Linked DNA regions of Zea mays: region 2 is linked to region 1. A link is a contact called in public Hi-C data. All regions are on one chromosome and are shown on one strand. The core of a region is the stretch at or near the end of the contact, and the rest is flanking DNA. Distances in the headings are between cores, read along the strand shown. Region 1 has its middle 38 kb from the start of LOC103634780. Region 2 holds the start of LOC100273260 (MYB transcription factor).

Region 1 (2,700 bases), core at 21-2,520:
TTGCCGCATCACCTCCTTCTCATCGCGCAATACAAGGTCTTCAAAGGGTCTTTGGTCATCAACCGGGAGTGCCTCCATGGCCGGTTTGATGATGTTGGTGGTGAAGATCTTGGTGTGATCCTTAGAACCGGCCATCTATGGGTCGATTTTTAGTAGGTCTAGACACCTAGTCCCCAGCGGAGTCGCCAAAAGTATGTTGACACCTTTTCGGGCGCCAAACACTGCGTGAGAACCAGTGGCGGTGCCCTCTGCAGAGGCGCGGACGGTCCGCGGCCAGGGGCCGGACAGTCCGCGACCTGGTACAGGGGCTGACGTTCCCTGCCTGACGGCCGGACGGCCCGCGCGTGCGCAGGGGCGGCGAAGGTCGCCGGCGGTGCCTGGATCTCGCTCCCGGGAGGGACCCCGTCAGGGAGGAGAGATCCTAGGGGTTGTATAGGCTCGGCAAGCCGACCCAGACTCCTCTAATCGACGTAGAGTCAAAGAGAAGCGGAGAATTTAGGGATTGGAATACTAAACTAGGGCTAAACTAGAACTACTCCTAATGCGTAAGGTAAAAACGAGGAATAGATTTGATTTGATCGATTGTTGCGGGGTTCAATCGGTCGTAGCCCTTCATCTATATAAAGGGGAGGTCTGGATCCGCTTCGAACTGATTTCCGAGTCAATCCCACGGTTTTAGGTAACAAATCCCGCGAGAAACTAGGAACCCTAACTGTCTCTGCGCACGCGCGGACCGTCCGGCCTCAGGGCCGAACCGTCCGCAAGGCCTTTTTTGGCTTCCAACACGTAACAAACTAGTTAGCTAGCTGTCGCTACGTTTACAAAAAGTCGCTTAATGGTTTTGGATGTTTGTTTTAGTCATCGACTGTTCTATCTGATGTCAATTTCTAATCTCTACTATATAAAACACTAGTTCCTCAGCTTATATGTCGTGCCTCCCCCACACTTAATGTCAAAACTGTAAAATTGTGTACAAATAAGGATTCAAAACATAATTGTTGTAATTAAAACCTATATTCACACACATCTAGCTTACAAAACACATATGTGTCTGTGTTTTATAATCTATACTCGTAAATACAAACCGTAGCGAAGGACCGACACTTTGCTTATTATTCTAACGAGCAGTACTGCTCAGTCACGGTTGTTCCATTCCAGGCTTCTAGCTAGTGCGTGTCGATTTTCGCTAGCGCGCTACTATTTCCGACGGCAAGGCCACTTGGTTATATATGTGGTGGTGCGCGGGGCGGCGGCCCAGTGGGCTTTTGTTTCCAAGAAGCCACGACGTCTTTGTTTGCTATTCTTCCATTCTCGCGTGTCTTCTCCGGCCGTGAAGGCCCAATCACCGTCAGCTGGTTACCGGAAACGCCACCTTTCCCTATCAATGGCGTCGAACAGTGCGCGTTTTGGCACGGGGCGCTATCAGCAATAGCTCCATCGGCGTGCCGTTCCTGGACCCCACCACGAGAACCAAAACGTCTCTTTGTCACAGCAGCTGGTGTCGTCAAATCAAATCCTAGCTCCAGTGACTATCTCGTCCCTGCACCACTGCCGGCTTGTGTCACCGTTGCGTAATCCCATTGAAAGTCTTGCAGCCCAGGACAGCGCGTTGCTTCGTTCCTCATGCATGTCGTCCAAGGACAGCGCACGGAGACAGTCGAAACTGTCTCTCGGTGAACGACTGGACGACTGGACGTACGCGTGGCTAGTTTATGTTGCCCAACAAGTGCCCCGGCGTCGCGGCTAACGCCATGCTTTAATTTATTATTACAGGATATATATTCTGCCTGTTTGGTTGATGTGCGGAAGGTTGCAGCTGCACCCGCGAAGTCTCAAAGTGCATATTGGGCCTGTTTGTTTCGGCTTCTGACAGCTTCTGGCCACCAAAAGCTGCTGCGGACTGCCAAACGCTCAGCTTTTCATCCAGCTTCTATAAAATTCGTTGGGACAAAAACCATCCAAAATCAACATAAACACATAATCGGTTGAGTCGTTGTAATAGTAGGAATCCGTCACTTTCTAGATCCTGAGCTCTATGAACAACTTTATCTTCCTCCACACGTAATCGTAATGATACTCAGATTCTCCTCACAACCAGATTCTCCACACAGCCAGATTTTCAGAAAAGCTGGTCAGAAAAAAGCTGAACCAAACAGGCCCATTGTTTGGTTTACTTCTCTCAGCGTACTGGTTGAACGGATGCAAAAATAGATGGCGAGCCAGGCCCGCGGGAGATGCTCCCACCGCGCGTACGCCGGCGTGCAGTCCGGTGGCATGCTGTTGCACGTAGTTGCACGCAAAACGAGAACGCATTTATATTTGTTCTTGCATCATATCTTTTAAATAAAAAAGTTAATCATCAAACCGATTTTATATTCGTGTTCCTGGATTTTTTTTGAACAAAACTAGACCACACATGCTATATAATATTTAAAGATTTATTTATTCACTCTTCTCTAATACACGTTTTGGTGTAGATAACCAAACACAGGTTATATTTGTCCTGAATGTAATAATACAACCAACCAAACAAAAGCATATGTACATACCAAGCCTGTGTACAAGGAGCCTGACCCCTCGGATACGAGCCAGCCTACCAGTGTACAACAACCAATCACACGGATTACCTACGTTCCAAAAGCTAGCATCTACCATCTCCATGCATGCGTGATCACATCGTTTTTAAAGCAAACGTGTAGA
Region 2 (2,700 bases), core at 88-2,587, 150 kb after region 1:
GTAGTCGCCGTCGCCACCGCCCGCGGCGCCGTGGACGCCGCCCATCATTGTCATCACGGTGGTGCCGCCGGCGCACGTGGCGTTGAGGTAGTCCAGCAGCGTCGCGTCCGAGTACACGCCGCCGTCGGCCGGCCCCAGGTCCAGCCCGTCCAGCCCGAGGCTGTCCAGCGCGGCGGCGGCAGCCGAGTCGTCGTCGACCACGCCGGCGCCGCCGTCGAGGTCGAGGTCGTCGGTGTAACCGTAAGCGGCGCCGTACTGGTCCACGACCCACCTTAGTTCGGATTCGGAGAAGCAGGGCACCGGCGGGAGCGCGGCCGAGGTCGTCGACCCGGACGTCGTCGACGTGCTCGGGCTCGGGTCGACCTGCTGCAGGTAGTGGCCGCTGGCCGCCGGCGCGCTACTACTCGGGTCCTCCTGCTGGCTGCCGTGGGCCGGCGGCGAGCGCGAGGAGGCCGTGCCGGCGATGTTGTGCGAGGGGTGCAGTGGCGGCGGCAGCTCGCCGTCGCCGTGGTGGTGCGCGGCCATCTTCTCCAGCAGGCGCGGCATCCAGTAGCAGCGGACGGCGTCGCGGAAGACGGCGCTGTTGGCGTCCACCCGCAGCTGCCGCGCCTGCTTCTGCACGCGCGTCCGCCAGTAGTTCTTGATCTCGTTGTCGGTGCGCCCCGGCAGGTGCTGCGCTATCCTCGACCACCTGTTCCCCCACTTGGAGTGGAGCTCGAGGATGAGCAGCTGCTCCTCAGGCGTCAGGTTGCCGCGCTTGATGTCGGGCTTCAGGTAGTTGAGCCACCTGAGCCGGCAGCTCTTGCCGGTCCTCTTCAACCCTAATTCAAGCATGGATAGCACATCAAGACGAGATCGATCATCGATAGCTTAATTAGTCGAGACTGATCGAGATGCAAGTAAGTAATACATAGAAACCGCCGGCGAAATGGAATAGTCGGACTACACTACGTACTCACCGGAGCAGCGGGCGAGGAGATTCCAGCGGCCCTCGCCGTGGCAAGCAATGTAGTTCATGAGGAGGTTGTCTTCCTCGAGCGTCCAGGGGCCTCTCCTGAGCTCCACCATCATCGCCTCCTGGTCCTCGCGATGCTTGCTGGCCGTCACTGCAGCCGCCATGGCGCCTTTCCTCTGGGACATTATTGTGGCCTGTCTCCTGGCATGCACCTTGGATGATATGAACCCCTTGGAGGGTGCAACCTATCTACTTATAGATGCATATATATGGCCATGCACTAGCACTAGCAGCTACCGTAAAGCTGTGTGTAGGTTTAGGGATTGGAAAAGAAAAGGTAGGAGATGATCAGTTGGAAGAAGAAGAAGCAGAGTTGAGAGGAGGGACCTAGCTGCATGCAAAGACAGAGAGAACTTAGCTTCTTGGTGGCTTCCCTTTTATAATGACTTGTGGCAATGATATATATGTAGCCCATATTCAGTGCAGTAAATCCGAATAGTGATATATGTATGCAGGGTCGCAGGTAGTGCTGTGAATATGGACCGGACTTTTTGAAACAGCACGAGCACGGCCTATAACAGAAGCCGAAGCACAGTGAAGCACGAAATAATATGGAACCGGACTATCACGAACCGAAGATAGGCTTGAGCCAGGCCTTAAATTCTGGCCCTTGACAAGGCCCACACGCATGGGCCGAGCTTGGGCCGACACGGCCCAATCAAATCTATATTGTTTAATTTCTTTAATTTAGTAAGTTATTGACTTTATGCGGTTATAATATTTGAACTTTATGTGGTCAAATGATGCTCACATTGTTTAATATATTTAATTTAGTAAGCTATGAACTTTATGTGATTAGAATATTTGGACTTTATGTGATTTAAATATATAGTCTGGACAGCCCAACAAAGACACATCGTGCTTTAGGGTCTCTACTCTTTGGGCTGACATATCACAACCCAAAAGTTTGTTAGGCCTTCATGGCCTGAGCCCGTTTGGCTCGAAACACGATGGACCTGAACGAGCCTGGCTGGTCCGATCCAGCCCAATTTCCAACACTAGTCGCACGGATGCTGCCTGGTTAGAGGGAAGCTGATGCTGATCATAAGTCGTAAGCTCTGAGGACATGTAGGACAGACCGGTTTGGTGGCTACCTTAGCTGCTTTAGTGCTTGGACTTAGGATCAGCTGCCAAGCCTTGGAGGAGGTAAAGAGGAAGAAGGCCAAGCGTAGTAGTGCTAGTGCAGCTACACACCAAAAAGGTTTTGTTGAAATAGCACTGCCCACCACCCCTTAGATTCTTCGCTACATGAAGCGTGTTTGACTGAACAATTTGTCACCCTTGCACTATTGGGATTAGACGAGAGAGCGGGAAGTGACACGGAGAGATGGGCGCGCGAATTGTTTGTTGGACGTACACATCCCTGCTGGGAGGTGAACCACCTCCTTCCTTTTGCTCTCGATCACTGAAATAAACAAACCACGAAAACTACAGACATGCCAAACAATATTCCTCGACTTATGTATTTTTCAGTCTCTATATATATTATTCTTTGTGATAAGGTCCAGTCCAATACTGGAACGTACATGACTGTTATACGATCACATTTTATTTATTTATTTCTAAACTATTGGTGTGTTATCTAAAGAAAACATAAAATGGCTTAGAAATAGCAAAAAAAATTTATTAAGGATGACTCTGCCAGACCGCTCGTGGCATTTTTCAAGGAAAATTTAGATGCTACC

The links. A called contact is a pair of places that touch in the nucleus more often than the background predicts.
Region 2: a contact with region 1 is called in a Hi-C map of bundle sheath, with 2.3 times the contacts expected there. The contact joins the promoter of LOC100273260 here to the enhancer-like site in region 1. A contact is called at or near these places in 3 of 25 Hi-C or Micro-C datasets (bundle sheath, ear and endosperm).

Annotation. Positions count from the first base shown.
Region 1 is chr8:11,785,566-11,788,265 of Zm-B73-REFERENCE-NAM-5.0, forward strand. No RefSeq gene overlaps it. Among protein-coding and RNA genes, the nearest start is that of LOC103634780, 38 kb to the left of the region's middle. Within about 2 kb of position 1,271, at least 17 of the 20 cell types and tissues checked have an H3K27ac peak or open chromatin away from gene starts, as enhancers often do. A contact at or near this core is called in bundle sheath, ear and endosperm, where this site is marked.
Region 2 is chr8:11,932,947-11,935,646 of Zm-B73-REFERENCE-NAM-5.0, forward strand. It overlaps LOC100273260 (MYB transcription factor), which reads right to left and starts at 1,338. Exons shown (of 2, transcript NM_001147702.1): 1 at 960-1,338; 2 at 1-821. The coding sequence starts at 1,140.